Regions from separate parts of the Rattus norvegicus genome. Here region 2 is linked to region 1. The links are chromatin contacts, called in public Hi-C maps. All regions are on one chromosome and are shown on one strand. The core of a region is the stretch at or near the end of the contact, and the rest is flanking DNA. Distances in the headings are between cores, read along the strand shown.

What was found. A called contact is a pair of places that touch in the nucleus more often than the background predicts.
Region 2: a Hi-C map of frontal cortex shows a contact between it and region 1, with 4 times the contacts expected there. The contact joins the promoter of Iqsec2 here to the enhancer-like site in region 1. A contact is called at or near these places in 4 of 12 Hi-C or Micro-C datasets (the A7r5 cell line, Schwann cells, frontal cortex and 1 more).

What each region holds. Positions count from the first base shown.
Region 1 is chrX:24,631,424-24,636,352 of GRCr8, reverse strand. No RefSeq gene overlaps it. Among named protein-coding and RNA genes, the nearest start is that of Smc1a, 51 kb to the right of the region's middle. Within about 2 kb of position 2,487, at least 1 of the 93 cell types and tissues checked has an H3K27ac peak or open chromatin away from gene starts, as enhancers often do.
Region 2 is chrX:24,731,894-24,736,416 of GRCr8, reverse strand. Iqsec2 (IQ motif and Sec7 domain ArfGEF 2) reads right to left here and starts at 2,171. Exons shown (of 15, transcript NM_001277425.2): 1 at 1,250-2,171. The coding sequence starts at 1,956.

The sequences.
Region 1 (4,929 bases), core at 1,238-3,737:
AGGGACCCAGTGTCTCCTTCTGGCCTCCATGAGTAATTGCACATACATGTTTGGACACACAGAGAGACAAACGTATACACATAAGTAAAAATAAAGTTTTGCTTTAAAGTTTTCCTCATAGTATATTACTTAGGTGTGGCATTAACAATCAGGGAAAAGAACTGAAATTAGGTATCAAAAGTGAGAGTTGGCATGGCAGTGGGCGCTTGCTTTCCCTAGACCTTCTGTATGGAGTTGAGTTTTCTAAATAGTGTGCCTGCATTACTTCTGTTGTTGTTGTTGTTGTTGTTGTTGTTGTTGTTGTTGTTGTTGTTGTTGTTTGAGACAGGGTTTCTCTGTGTAGCCATGACAGTCCTGAACTCACTCTGTAGACCAGGCTGGCCTTGAACTTATAGAGTTCTTGCCTCTCTCCCCTTCTTGAGTGTTGGAATTAAAGGCATGCACACGTGCCACCACCAGGTGCATTACTCCATTTTAAATGAAAATTTAATTTAAAAAAGAAAACAAACATTTTAAAAGCACAAAGGATATTCCTGCCTATGAACACACCTTCTATAGTGAGAATTCTGGAATTTTGGTTACTTTAAAAACCACAGAAATATTATAAGAACATGTTGCTGTTTTAATTCCAGGTGTGGGATATGAAACTGCTTTGGACTGTCCACAGCAGTTGATTATGACTTGCCTCGTGCTCTAATTGAGGGGTGGTTTGGCCAGCTGCAAATGGTTTCTGTGGTTGTGTGACATTTAGAATTTTGGGAAGGTTTCAGACGGTGTATAAATGCTAGAACCTTGATAGGCTTGATAGGTCGTTGTCATTCAGGGGATTGGCTGCAGTTTATTAGCAGTCATGCTCAGAGAAGAAACAAGAAGAAATTGGATTCAGGAGTCTCTATCTCTCTCCCCTCTATCCTTCTTTCTCTCCTATACAGTGATAGGGGATGAAACTGGAGGAAATAAAGGATGGGGGAAAGAACCCATAAAGTAGAAAGCTCAGCTACACCCTTTCCCCCTGATTCCCTTGTCCCTCCAGGCTTTTTCATGTAATAGTTTGGAAAACAGTGCAGTCTTTCTCTTGTCTTAAAAACAGACTCTGCTTGAGTGAAATTTGTTTTTTTACAACTTGTTATCTCAAAAGTGCCGTTTTTACTGCTATCTTCTTACTTTACTCTTGAGCTCACAAAGCCCTTTCTCATCGTCAACAGTTAGAATCCTCTCTATTCTTAAACTCAACTGAATTCTACCTTCTGGGGAAAAACAAGAATCTTGGCCTCTAAGCCAAACAACTTTGTCACATGAGTCTTCATTCATGAGTGTAATGGCATTCAAGTACACTTACTTACATAACATTATATGCCCCAGTCTTCTTTAACACTAGGTGCGGTAGTGAGATTCCTAATGTCTCAGTCATTTTTCTGCTTCAGACCCTTGTACAGCAGCTTCCCATTGTTGACAAGATCAAAGCTAGGCTTGACTGCATGGCTTCCATCAGTTTTACCACCTCATGGACCAATGCTCACTACTCTACTCTGAAACTCATATACTTTCACATTCTTTGCTTATGCAACTCCTCATAACGTTCTTGTGTCCCTTCCCCGATAGCAAACAGCAACTCCTCTTTCAAGACTCAGTTGAAGTACACCCTCTTCTGTAAAGATGTTACTGAGCAATGCCTTCATCCCACCAAACTCCAGGGAGAACCGCCCAGTGCTTTCTATATGCTCATTTTGCCCCATCTAGACTTCTGTTATATCATCTGCTACATTTAGTGCACTTCTCTGAGTCACTACTTAAAATGTGCATTTCTGGAGGGTGGAGAACTCAGTCTAGTTGAGGGCCTGATATGCAGAAAGGAATTCAATACATGTTTGTAGAGCAGATGAATGGAAAACCAGTGTGAGTGGATGCAAGGAAGAACAAACAATTAAACGTTCGTCTAGACGCATAGACTATTAAGTTAAAAATGGATCAGGCAATTGAGAGAAAGAAATCAACAAGTAAATGACTGAAAAGTACATGAGAGAATGAAGGCACGAGGGAAAGAAGGAATTCTCACCTCTGTGTCTTCCATCAAATTCACCAGGAAGAATCCCCCATTCTTCACACGTCTGAATTGTGCATGTGTTAACCTCTTTTAAACAAAACCCAGACTTATTCAGATCAGTGATGGGCATTTAAAACCCCCACAGGGAAATGAGACAGGAAGGACTTCACAAGCAAACTTGAAAATGGCTTATGATCCGAAGCAGCTCTAGAGCCTGTCTTATCTTGTCACCCCCTCAGCTGCAGGCATCTGTTGCTCCTTTCTCTAGTGCCTCCCAAAATGGTGACTCAACTACTTTCTGGCTGTATTTATACTCCTCCTACTGTTCCTGACTAACTTCTTTCATTTCCCTCGTCTCTAGCCCATGACTTTCGCTGCCTCCTGCTTCTAGGACTTTCAGCTTCTGCTGCTTTGTGGCTCTGGTGGCTTTGGCTTCTATTAATCCGTGGGTTCTCTTATAGCTTCCATTGGTTAGGTGATCCCTGCCGCCCCTCCTAGTCCCATTGCTTTGTGCTTCATGGTTCAAGCTATCTGGTAGCTCCTCTTGCCGGCTCATCGCTTCTGCAGTCTCGTGGAGCTTGCATATGTATTCAAGCCTTCTGCTGCTTCATGGATTTTACATAATCAGTTTGTCTTGTGGCTCCTGCTACATTATGGCTACTATCGCTTTATGGCTTCAGCATGCGTTTGACTCTCAGTGCCTTGCTGCTTGATGGCTTCAGCTATCTTGTGGCCAGCCCTATGAACTCATGATACAAATATCTCAGAACTTATGATTTTTTTATGTTACATATATATGTAAGTGTCTGCATATAAATCTGTGCACCACATGTGTTCCTGGTGCCCACAGAGGCCAGAAGAGGGCATCATATCTTCTGGAACTGAAGTTACAGGCTGGTACATGGATACCGAGAACCAAATCTGGGTCCTTGAAAGAGCAGCAAGTGCTCTTAAGTGTTGAGGCATCTCTCTAGACCTATGATTTATGATTTCTACAGTTTTGCTGTTGCCAGGTAATATCTGACCTCACAGAATTCTTATCGTTCCCTTATTTCGAATACCATAGGTTCAACTTCTCTGAAATACCTAGTTTATATATTTTCCTTTAGAAATGCCACCTGCAAAAAACAAAAACAAAAACAAAGAGAAAAAGAAAAAAAATGCCACCTGCATCAGATGGAATTTCTACTCCAGTCCACCTAAGAGGATGTTAACCAGCCTAGAAATCTGCTACCTTGGTCTAGATGCTATGCCAATCAAGCTATCTGTAGTCAGGCCTGTGAAAGCATGTGGTAGAATGTAGCAGCTTACATTAGAGAAAGTCCTTGGAAGGGGCAGGCAAGGGTTTTGATAATTTTCAAAAGGGGGTAGTATAACTGGCAAGCATTGTGTTTTCCCCGTTTATCCATCAACTGTGAAAGCTCGACCTCCCTGGCCATTTCTACCTGTCTTCATTAGAACCCGAGTTCCATTTATGGATCCAATACTTCCTAGCAGTAGCACCATTGGGAAGTTAATTTCACTCTAAGGACCTTAGGAAATGAACAGTCTCTGAGTTCCTTTATAGGTTTGACCTAGTGGGCATCTCTTTATATGTTATTGAATAGAGGATACATTTCATCTGGGGGAAAAAAACCCTCAAAAATATCTTTAGGGAGGAAAGAGGGAGTCAGAGCCCTGGCTTAGAAGAGTTTCAATGCACACAGGAAGTGCTCAGTCAAAATTTATTGAACTGGATGGATGAATCAGTGACTGGGGGGTGCAGGGGAACTATAGAGTACACAGAGTGCTTAACTTGAGGGGTGAGTTCCAGGTGCTGAGGAGGTTATAAAAGAGGATTCTGATTCAGAGATAGATGAAGAAAAGGACAACTGGGGTAGAGTAGGAATATGACAATTCATGGCTAGCCTCAGTCACCAACCACATCTAATACTTAAGTCATCAAAGTACATCTTTTTTCAAACTTCGTCTGATGTATATGGGTGTTTTGCCTGCATGTATGTCTATGCACCACATGCATGCATGGTGCTTACAGAGGCCAGAAAAGGGCATTGGATCCCATGAAATCAGAATTGCAGACGGTTTTAGAGCCTATGTGGGTACTGGAATGCAGCCCTTATCCCCTGGAAGGGCAGCTAATGCTCTTAGCTGCAGAGCCTCTGGGTTCATCACCTTAGCAGTTCATCCCATTATATTCAATCCATTTTGACTGTCCTCGTGTATAGACAGTCTGGTCTTTTCACAGTTCCTAGCCTCCATCTCCATCCTCTTCACAAATGCGCTTCATCCATACATTTTTCCGCTTGAAATCTTACCAGGCGGCTTTTATACCAGGTGCTGTGCTTTCCGCAGGGACCACAACAGTAAACAAGCTGTCTCTAGCTGACCCGCCCTTGTAGTTCGGTGTATCTGCTTGAGACAGAGTAAGAAGCCTTAATGGCTGGCTGAACAGGAAACTGCAGCTACGGGTGTATAGAACATAAACAACCCAATTCATTCCCATCCAGGCTGACTTGACTCTTTGACTTTGGAGTTAAAACTGGTTTCATAGTCCTCCACCTGCCCCCCCCCCCGCCAGTCTTCAAGCTGTGATCCCCAAGTCTGCAGGACACTGGTCATTTGGCAAGTAAGCACCTGAGGCTGAGGCCTTAGCTCACATGAGGAAGTGGAAGCTTTGGAAGCTGGAACCCATATATGGCCTGTTTCTTGGGTACAGCAAGTATGGGAATTACAGTGTCCCCTAAGCCCAAATTCTAGCCAGACATTTAAGTATTTGATGGGCTGGAGAGATGACAAAGCAGTTAAGAGCACCGTCTGCTATTCTAGAGGACCTAGGTTTGATCTCCAGCACCTACACAGTGGCTTATAATTCCAGTCCTAGGGGA
Region 2 (4,523 bases), core at 922-3,421, 100 kb before region 1:
GCCCAGCCATCTCAACCCAGCACCCCAGCCTGCTGCCTCACCATGGGGGAGTTGCAGAGAGCTGTCTCCCGGCAGATTTCCTGAGGCAGAAGGCTTCCCCACCCCCAGCCCAGCCTCCAAGAGACACTCCACTAGTTGTGGCACATGGTAGGACCAGCTGAGCTGTGAGAGGAGGGGGAAGCCTGTCCATTTGAGAAAGGACTTCAGACTTTGGTGTGGCTGGCTTAGTAACATACCCATGGAATCTCAGTTCGCAGTCCTTGCCTTTAAAAGAAATATAGGGGAAATGATGGGCTGACAGAAGGGACTCAGTCAAGGTCACAAAGCCAATCTGCAACAGAGCTGGAAGGGGAACCCACTTCTCCTATCTCCCAGTTCAGTGTTCTTTTCAGTATAGCAGCAAAGCAATAGGAGGGCCTTTAGGGCATCCCTGAGAGCCTTTGTGCCCTTGACTCACAGCCTAATACATTTATCCCAAACAGCACACAATGGGATCTACATGGGAAAAGTAGACCCTGTCCATGTCCCATCAACTCAGGAAATATTCCTAACCTGTCTCAGACACATGCACAGGCCCCAGCACAGGAACTGAAGCTGATCCAACAGATGGGAGATCTATGGACTTCCCTTCCTGGTAGGGCTCTTTAAATGGGTGTTGTTTTTCTTGAAGGGTGGAGACCAGCTGGACTTTGAGAAACTAACCAAGGGCCTAGCCTCCATCTTTGCTCCCCCATCTTTGCCACCATCACCCCCCCCTCCCCACGCCAAGATGTGCTGCAGTTCCCCTCAGAGGGATGTCTAAGCAGCCAGAAGCCGTTCTGGTCCCCACCTGCCTCAAGACAAGATCACTCCCCCCCCCCCCAAAAAAAAAGGTGTGTAGGAGTGTTTCTCTCTTTGGGGGTTTTGAATTGATACCACCTCTGTCTAAAAATTACTTAATCCATCCTCTGGAGAGGATACACCTAGGGGCTGAAGAAGTGGAAGGAGGCAGTGGGGATTGTTTTAGTCTCTAACTGGCCTTGGTTCTACCGGGAAAAAAGAAGCAGCCAGCCCTCATCTGACCAAACCAACGTGTGGTGGCTAGGGAAAGCATGTCAGCTGCTTGAAGAGAACCTTCTCCCGATTGGGACAGGCGAAGCAGGAAATGGGATCAGACATGGGCTTCATATACTTTATCTGCCAGCTAAGTTGGAGAGGGATCTAGAGGGGAAGGGATGGGTGGGGTGGGGGCTGCAAACACATTCCTTACTTTCTCTGGAGGGTTGTAGCAGGGCTGGTGCTGGTACTGGTGCTGTGACCTCCGCCCGCGCCAGGGCTGGAGCTTCTGGATGCGCCACGGCTCAACTGGCCCCGCTCCCGCGGTGGCCGCTGCCCCACGCCCACCGCCGCGGAATAGCCGGCTTCCTTCTCGCGGCCCGGGTGCGCTGGCCCAGCCTCCCTCCCGCCACGCTCGCGACCCAGGGCTGGGTTCTCATGGTGCAGGTGGCACTGGGCCACGTCGCGCTCGCGGGCTGTGTAACCGGTAGTGTCCTGGAGCTGATAGGAAGCTTCTCGCTCCTTATCCCGATAGATAGCTTCCCGGTTCTGGTAAGCGCCATCCCGGTTCGGGTAGCCCACGTCCCGGGACGCCTGGTGGAACTGGCTCTCCCGCAGCTCGCGGTGGTGGAACTGGGTCTCACGCAGGTTCTGGTACTGGCTCTCGCGGCCAGGACTATCCCGCGCGCCAAGGGGGTCCCGGTGCAGTTCCCCACGGTGCAGCTGGCTCTCCTCCCGCAGGTCGCGGTTCTCCTGGGTGAGCTGGTCCAACTGGCCCTCCAGCTCTTCTATGCGCCGCCGCTGGGTCTCCAACAGCTGCTGCTGACTCTCGATGATGTTGTTCAGCTCCAGCAGGTACTCCACCGCCCGGTTGGGGCTCTCAGATCCCGGGCCACCCGGAGGACCGGACCCCGCCTCCATCCTGGCGGCCCAGGGACAGGGGAACGGGCAGGAGAGCCCAGTCCCCGCTCGCTCACGGCGCCACCCTCCCCCGGGCCCAGCCGGGGGAGGGGGCCGGCGGGACGCAAGGGCGCGCACCGGGCTCGGGGGCCCGGGGGCCCTAGGGGGCCCGGGAGACAGCGCTGGGGCCGGCGGCACGGGGCGCAGGAGCTGAGGCTACCGCCGCCGCCGCCGCCACCACCGCCACCGCCACCGCCAGGGCTCGGAAGGACGCGGCCCACGGCGCTCCGCCCGCTGCGGAGTCACTGCGCAGCGCGGCCGCGCGGGACCGCCCCGGCCGCCGGCCCGCCCCCCGCCCCTGCCCCCACCCAGCTCTCCCGACCCGCCCCCGCGCGCCCCACCTGCAGTCGCCACCAGCACCCTAGCTGGACCAGCCCCAAGGCACTGGCACCTCAGCTGGATGGCAGCCTTAGCTCAGCCTGCAGGAGGTATCTCCATTCCAGCCCTCCTGGGGTCTTCACCTAACAGCCTAATGAAGTCCTCCAACCTCTTCTAACATGCACTGGTCCAAAAGGCCCAAGACCCAAGCCGTCACAACACCCAGCCCAGGCAGTCTCCAGACTCAGTCAACTTAAACTTCCAACCCCAGTCTGCCAAACCCATTCAATATCCCAATTCCTATCCCAGCTGGCTTCTTGTTTCATATTATCTCTTTCCAGCTCCATGACAATCTCTTGATTTTTCATTACAACTAGTCAGTCAGTCTATAGACCATTACTCCATCTCTGTACTTCTGTGTTTCTCTAGCCTTGTGAGCCTCCAGCCCACCCAGTCTGTAGTTCTCTATCCAAGGCAGTCCCTGGAATTCAACTCTCTCACATACACCCCACCACTGTCCCCCACACAGGTAACTCTACAGGCATTTACCTTCGGCCAGCCTCTAAATTCTCCATCCAAATAAGTGCTCAGATTCCCAATCCTATCCGACTCCAGCATTCCCTATATTAGCCACTTACTGGGTTTTTTGACCAAGGCCTTTTTGACAAGGGTCTTTTGATCATTGATAATCAACTCCAACAAGCTCCAGGACTCCCCATTAGAGTCAGACTTGATGTCAAAACATCTTTCTTCAATTGTCATTTTCTAATCCCCATGGAAATAGTGTCTTCATTCATTCCACCATTGCCAATCAGTGAAGCTTTATCTTTCCATCAAGACTTGAATGAAAATTTCAGCATGGGTTTACAATAGCTGTGCTTGTAAAGTTGAAGGGGGGGGGGGGTTAGGATTTAGAGGCCAACCTGAACTAAGTAATGAGTTCAAACAAAACAAAGCAAAATGACAATAGAATGTTAAGAGCACTGACTACTCTTCCAGAGGACCTGAGTTCAATTCCTAGCACCTACATGACAACTCAAAACTATAACTCCAATTTGAGAAGGATTTTACTCTTCTGGCCTCCAAGGGCGCCAGGCACTCATATGGTACACAGACATAAATACAGGCAACCCCCACCCCCTTTTCCATGAGGGAGAAGGAGTAAGAGGAGAAGGTAGGAGAAAGGAGGAGGAAGAGAAACAGGAGGAGGAGAAAGAGAAAGAGGAGGAGGAGGAAGCCTTAAGTCAAATGCCTCTTTTTAAGTCCATCCCTGATTTTCCCAGTGATAAATGTTCTGTGCTTCTGCAAAGATCCTGAAGAGATTGGACAGAAACAGCAGAGTGAGAGGTGCTGAGAAAGCTGTGACTAACCAAGGAGAATGCTCAAGAACAATGGAATAGCCAGCTTTCTGGCATGGGGTTGAGTCCAGAATGATTAGACGGTATGGACAATGCCTTCTGAGCCCATGCAGAAGTTCTCTAGTGTGCTTAGCTAGCCACTGAGTACTGGCCTTCATTTAGCTGTCACTGCTTAGGGTTGGCTTGGTAGAAACAGCTACAGAGTGATGTTCTTAAGCTATCCTTCTATGAGCAGAAAATAAAGGTTAATGGAAAAGAATCACTTGCTTTGTAAAGATTTATTTTATTATTATTACTATTATTATTGTGTGTGTGTGTGTGTGTGTGTGTGTGTGTGTGTGTGTAAGTGTATGCTACATATGAACATTGGATCCCCGGAGCTGTAGTTACAGGTGGCTGTGAGCCTCCTGATGTGGGTGCTGGGAACTGAACTTGGGTCCTCTGGAAGAGCAGCAAGTGCTCTTAACCGCTGAGCCCCTAAACACCAGTTTCTTAAATATACACAATAAGATACCACATCTTCTGTAACGGCAAACATCAAAGGGATTTACGATTTAAAAAATGTTAGCACAAATATGAAGATATTGGAACTCTCATTCATTGCCAACAGGAATATAAAATGGAGCTGTTTCTTTGTAAAGTAGTCTGCCTATTCCTTGAAAGGTTAAAAAAACTGAGCCAACAATTCTACTTCTGGGTGTCTGTCTAAAAGGAATGAAAGTGTACAACTATACAAAATTCCATAGAGTATTCACTGTTGCCTTATAAATAATAACAACTAAATACTAGTAACAACCAAATAATCAATTGCTGGATAGATAAACAAAATTCGATGTTTTCATCGAAAAGTTG